Linked DNA regions of Mus musculus: region 2 is linked to region 1. Evidence: chromatin contacts called from public HiChIP or PLAC-seq data. All regions are on one chromosome and are shown on one strand. Each heading gives the region's core, a stretch centred on a gene start, on an enhancer-like site or on the middle of the called end of the contact. The rest is flanking DNA. Distances are from core to core; before and after follow the strand shown.

Region 1 (2,823 bases), core at 171-2,670:
CCTGATATAGCTGCCTCCTGAGAGGCTCTGCCAGTGCCTGCCAAATACAGAAGTGGATGCTCACAGCCATCCATTGGACAGAGCACAGGGTCCTCAATGAAGGAGCTAGAGAAAGTACCCAAGGAGCTGAAGGGGTGTGCAAGCCCCCTAGGAGGAACAACAATATGAACTAACCAGTACCCCCAGAGCTCCCAGGGACTAAACCACCAACCAAAGAGTACACATGGTGGGACTCATGGCTCTAGCTGCATAGGATGGCCTAGTTTGTCATCAATGGGAGGAGAGGCCCTTGGTCGTGTGAAGACTCTAAGCCCCAGTATAGGGGAATGTCAGGGCCAGGAAGCAGGAGTGGGTGGGTTGGTGAACAGGGGAAGGGGTAGGAAATAGGGGGTTTTCGGAGGGGAAACCAGGAAAGGGGATAACATTGGAACTGTAAATAAAAAAAAAATAATAATTTTAAAAAATAACAAAACTATGAGCCTGGCTGTGGTGGAGCACACCTTTAGTCCCAGCACTCGGAAGGCAGAAGCAGGCAGATCTCTAAAGTTCAAGGCCACCCTAGTCTACAAAGTGAGTTCCAGGACTGCCAACACTACACAGAGAAACCATCTCCAAATTAATTAATTAATTAATTAAAAATAAATAAAATTTCTGTTCAGGATGAGCAGAGTGGAATACACCTGTGATCCCAGCACACGTGTGTGCGTGTGCACACACAGTTCGCATAATATTACTTTTAAGCTTTTTAAATGTTGCTCCACCGCATCAACATTTGCTTTATATTTTACTCTTCTATTACTCTCTTAAATTCAGAGAAAATGAGAAGCAACGAGTAAACGCCGCACACTTTTTGGCTGGGTATACGGGGCCTCTTTATGATGGAGAATCCAACCGGGGAGAAGTTAGAAGTCCCCACGCCGCAGCCAGATCACCCGTTTCTTAGACTTTCCGTCATCACACCCAGCCGCCCCGGGAGATGCTCACGGTGAGCTCCTCGCGTGCACCCGCGAGCCGCAGCGCGCATGGCCACTGCGGAGGCTCTGCCTCGCCTTACCCTGCCTGGCCCGAGGTCAAGGGTGATTTACTGTCCCCCGTGTTCAGAGAGGGACAGCTCGGGGCTGCAAACTCGCTTCGGGCCACACAGACTCACGGCAAACGGCAGCCCTGCAGCGAGAACTTTCCTCAGGCGGAAGCTGCCGCGCTCCCTGCACACGCCCCCACCCCCTCCGCCCTCCAGGTCCCCCCCGAGGCCAACCCGGGCTTTGCACCTCGGTCCTCAGCTCCAGGCTTCTTCTCCTGTCCGCCTCACTCCAGCCCTCCACAGCCTCAGGACCCCGCAGGTCTCCTCGCGTAGACCCACCAGCCTCGACGAGACGACCCTCACCGGAAGTACCGGCAGTCTGAGTGCGCCGCCAAAATTCTTCCGCAGCGCGCTGGAGCCACGGGAAAAAAAAAATGTTCCGGCGGCAGAGGGCAGCTGCTGCCAGAAGAGGGAGCTAGGGAGCAAGTGGTGCCCAAGAGCGTAACTGCCTTCCAGTTCACCAATATTTCTGCTGTGGGGTGCATTTCTATAGACCAAACAGCTAAAACTACAAGTTCTGGATACGTTATACATGCGTTTAGGGAGGTTTTTTTTTGTCCGTGGGTTTTGTTTTGTTGGGTTTTGTTTAGTATCTGGATGTTTTTGCCTGCGTGCATGTCTGTGCACCATGTTCGTGCCTAGTTGGGGCAGGGGACGGAAGATGGCATCTGATCCCCTGGAACTGAAGTTACAGATGTTTGCTATCTGCCATGTGGATGATGGAAATCAAATCCGGACCCTCTGGAATAGCAACAAGTGCTCTTAACTGCATAGCCATAGCCCCACCTGCCGCCCCACCCCCACGAGCGCCAAGCATGCTCTTTAACCCAAAAATAAGAGGATTCCCCCAATAAAATAAAAATACATCTAAGCATATTTGTGAATAGAAGTAAGACACATTCGAACTTTTCCCACTCATAACTTTGGCTCTGTAAAATAGTCTTAGAAACTAAGACTGAGCTAGGAAGACGAAGGGCACCATTCTCTGACTTTTTTTTTTAAAAAACAATTTTCCTGCTAAGTCACTCACTCTCTTCTGTAGTTCTCTTGAACACAAGGAATGGCAAGACTGATCTGTAAACATCCTTATGACGTGGAACCGAGACTACTCCCAAGCAAAGAGCAAGCCTGGCAGGACAGATCACCTCCCACATGAGGGCAACTACGTATGGTGGGGAGGCTGAAAGCTGGCGCTGGGGTAACTACCTCGCCATAAACAGTCTGCCTCGGAGTAATGACATCACTAGCAAGGTCTCCAGAAACCCTTGCGAAACAAGGCCTTTGTTGGCATAAGTGATCAGACCCATGCCTTGACCAGATCACCTGACCAGACCACAGGCTCTGTCATCTATGCACACCACAAGCCCCTCCCATTTCCCTTTTCTATAAAATGTCAAAGTTCATCTCAGCCCCTCGAAGACAGACTTGGTATATGCAAACCCCTTTATCTGTTTTTCTCATCATGGCCACCTTAATAAAACCCTTTTCTCTGTCATTCATCATTACGTGTCTCTTTGGCAAACTGAGACGCGTGGCCAGACAAGTCTGCTAGGACTGCTGGAACAGGGGGTTTTTATTAAAACTTTGTTAACAGGGTACCAAAGCAAAACAAAATGTGCACAGAAATCATGGTAGTCTCAGTATAACTATGACTAATATTCCAATCACATATAAAGTAACAATAAAATTATCTTACCTAGTGAAATACCTTTTCAAGCTGTGAAACTAAGAACAACCGTAAA
Region 2 (2,823 bases), core at 204-2,703, 350 kb before region 1:
GATGTGGATTGCCAGTGTCCATTGGAGTTCTATTAACAGAGTGCAGGGCTAGAGCTGTAGACGGAGGAGATAGTGTGGACATGGAGCTTAAAGCCATTTGGCAGGATGAGGTGGTCCAGGCTGTGTATAACACAGAGACAAAGCCAGGAGAACTCAGATCCTCCAGGGGTTAGAGGAGAAACAGCAGAGGGTCGAGCTGGAGCTCTCTGCGGAAAGCAGGGGTCATTGATGCTCCAAGGGCTCCTGGCAGGAGCAGGTGCGTCCTGGAGGCCAGGGAGGAGCCCCATCTGTAGCTCAGCTGCTGCTGACAGGACAGATATGATAAAGTCTGCAGCGCAGTCATTGACTAAACCAATGTGGAGGTCAGAGGTCACTGGTGATGCTACGAGCCAGTGTGGAGGTCGCAGTGATGCTAAAGCAGCTATTTTGGTGAGATGGAGATGGCAAAAGCTTGGGCGAAGAGAATGTAAGCAGGAAAGACACTTATCAGTGATCGTAAGGAACTCTTCCAACAAAAAGTTGGTTTTTTTTTCCAGACTTGTTATATTTGGAGCTTAATAAAATCACATTTGATATCTATTTGTGTGAGTTTACAATTATTTTTGTCACCTGTTTCAGTTATGCTCTATGTGCACTACGATGAAAAATTGATTTCTTGGGTTGTTTTGTTTTTTTTAACTTAAAAATAAAGCGGATGTCCTAAGAAGGTGCAAACTGTTCTGCCCATTTGACAGATTCAGGGAGCTGGAATACGGAGGATGTGGTCAGGGGCCGATGCAGCTTTGGCGTTTTCCTTTTAAGTGTTGAGGAACAAACAAGACCACTGAATTCTTTTTAGAACTGTTTCTTTATTGAAAAAAAAAAAGACTTTAAAAGTTTTCTTTTATGGGTATGGGCATTTTGTCTGCATATGCGTGTGTACCATGTATTTGTCTGGTATTCAGTGAGTCCAGAAAAGGACATTGGGTCTTAGAACCGGAGTTAGAGCTGTTTGTAAGCTACCATGCTGGTAATGGAAACTGTGCCTGGGTCTTCTGCAAGAATCACTACGGCTTTTAACCACTGAGCCATCTTTCCAGCCCCTCTTTCCTTTTCATGGGCAGTGCTAGTCATCAAACCCAGGCCCTCACACATGCTGGACCGCCGAGCAGCCTGCCTCCCCAACTCTTCCTCTACTTTATTTTGAGACCGTGTCTCTCTAGATTGATCAGGCTGGCCTCAACTTGTGTTTCTCCTGCCTCAGCCTTCAGAGTAGCTAGGTTTAAACACATGTACTACTGCATACAGCCTACCTAGGTTTTTTTCCACCCGCGCTACTCAATGAGTTAAGTCAGTTGCCAAGTTATTGTCTCCTGTTTCTAAATTGAGTATTTATGATGTAACAGGCTTCCTGTTCTGAACTCCTCTCCCCAGTCATCCCTGCATGCACAGAGGATGCTGCCGAGACACTGAGGGAGGTCCTTGCAGCACCAGCTCTAGCCACAGGCACCTTGTGTCACACGCAGTGGCTGGCAGCACTAGCATTCTGAGGTCTCTTGCAGCCAAATACTGCCCAGCAGCTCCTAGCAGCTTCATGGCCCTAGTGAGCTTTGTTGTCATGGCTTTGTCCTGCAAGGCACAGCTCAGATTGCTCAGTATTGTTTGTGTTGTTATTCAATTTAATGTTTATCCTTTATATGCCCCTGCCTGTGACCCTGGAATACTGTCTTAGTTAGGGTTTTACTGCTGCAAACAGACACTATGATCAAGACAACTCTTAATATGAACAACATTTAATTGGGGCTGGCTTACAGGTTCAGGCGTTCAGTCCAGTATCATTATGGTGGAAAGCATGGCAGCATCCAGACAGGCATGGTGGGGGTGGGGAGGGAGCTTAAGAGTTCTACATCCTGTTCTGAAGGCAGTTAGGAGTAGACTGACTTCCAGGAATCTAGGAAGAATGCCTCAAAGCCTACCCCCACCACAACATACTCCTTCCAACAAGGCCATACTTCCTAATAGTGTCACTCCCTGGGCCAAGCATATTCAAACTCTAGTTAGTGCCAGGGAAATGTTAGTGATCTGCATCTCCCCCCCCCCAAGGTGTAACCTGGGGGTGCAGGTCTGTTGGGGGAATAACCTGGAGATGTTGGTCCTGTTAAGAGTGTAACCTGGAGATGCTGGTCTTGTTGAGGATTAGCCTAGAGACTAGAGCTAGGTTTGGGTTTTGTTGGGGAGTAATTTGGAAACTAGTGCTGGGTACCAGGCCTGTTAGTTTACCTGAGTTCAAACTTAGGCCAGGTTCTCTAAAATGGAGTCTGAACTTAAAAGATGTGGCCTCTCAAAACCACCACAAATACAATTTCTTATGTTGTAGTAACCTCCCAACCATGAAATTATTTTTGTTGCTACTTCATAAGTAATTTTGATATTGTTATGATTCATAAATATTTATGTTTTTTTGAAGGTCTTAAGTGACCCCTGTGAAAAGATCATCTGACCCTCAAAGGGGTCAAGACCTACAGGCTGAGAACCACTGCTCTATAGAAAAACATGTTTCGCCACATGCAACTTGTCTTCATGATTGTGTATAGCCTGAACTCAGAAGAACTTTTCTCAGGTAGTTTTTCTTAACTCTCAGAGTATAAACTGTCTGATGCTCTGAATAAAGCTGACTATTGCATGAGACTTTAGTCTGCCTCATTTATTGGCTCTATTCTCCCAAGTCCTACTGCCTCTAGAGAGGTGATAGTTATGAAATGACAAATAATTATCACAATCAAGTTAATATACCCAGAAATTCTTGCAAGATTAAATGACATACCCAGAACAGAGTAAATTTCC

Evidence for each region. HiChIP or PLAC-seq counts read pairs in DNA pulled down with a chosen protein or histone mark.
Region 2: an H3K4me3 HiChIP or PLAC-seq map of bone marrow-derived macrophages shows a contact between it and region 1, with 5 times the contacts expected there. The contact joins the enhancer-like site here to the promoter of Gtf2h2 in region 1. A contact is called at or near these places in 3 of 39 promoter capture datasets (the C10 cell line, cranial neural crest and maxillary cranial neural crest), 4 of 484 Hi-C or Micro-C datasets (the AML12 cell line, embryonic stem cells and myocytes), 2 of 115 datasets of contacts at active chromatin or transcription factors (acute myeloid leukemia and bone marrow-derived macrophages) and 3 of 9 other capture datasets (adipose tissue, liver and pancreatic islet).

What each region holds. Positions count from the first base shown.
Region 1 is chr13:100,491,189-100,494,011 of GRCm38.p6, forward strand. It overlaps Gtf2h2 (general transcription factor II H, polypeptide 2), which reads right to left and starts at 1,421. Exons shown (of 16, transcript NM_022011.4): 1 at 1,269-1,421.
Region 2 is chr13:100,140,663-100,143,485 of GRCm38.p6, forward strand. No RefSeq gene overlaps it. Among named protein-coding and RNA genes, the nearest start is that of Smn1, 17 kb to the left of the region's middle. Within about 2 kb of position 1,454, at least 10 of the 459 cell types and tissues checked have an H3K27ac peak or open chromatin away from gene starts, as enhancers often do. A contact at or near this core is called in bone marrow-derived macrophages, where this site is marked.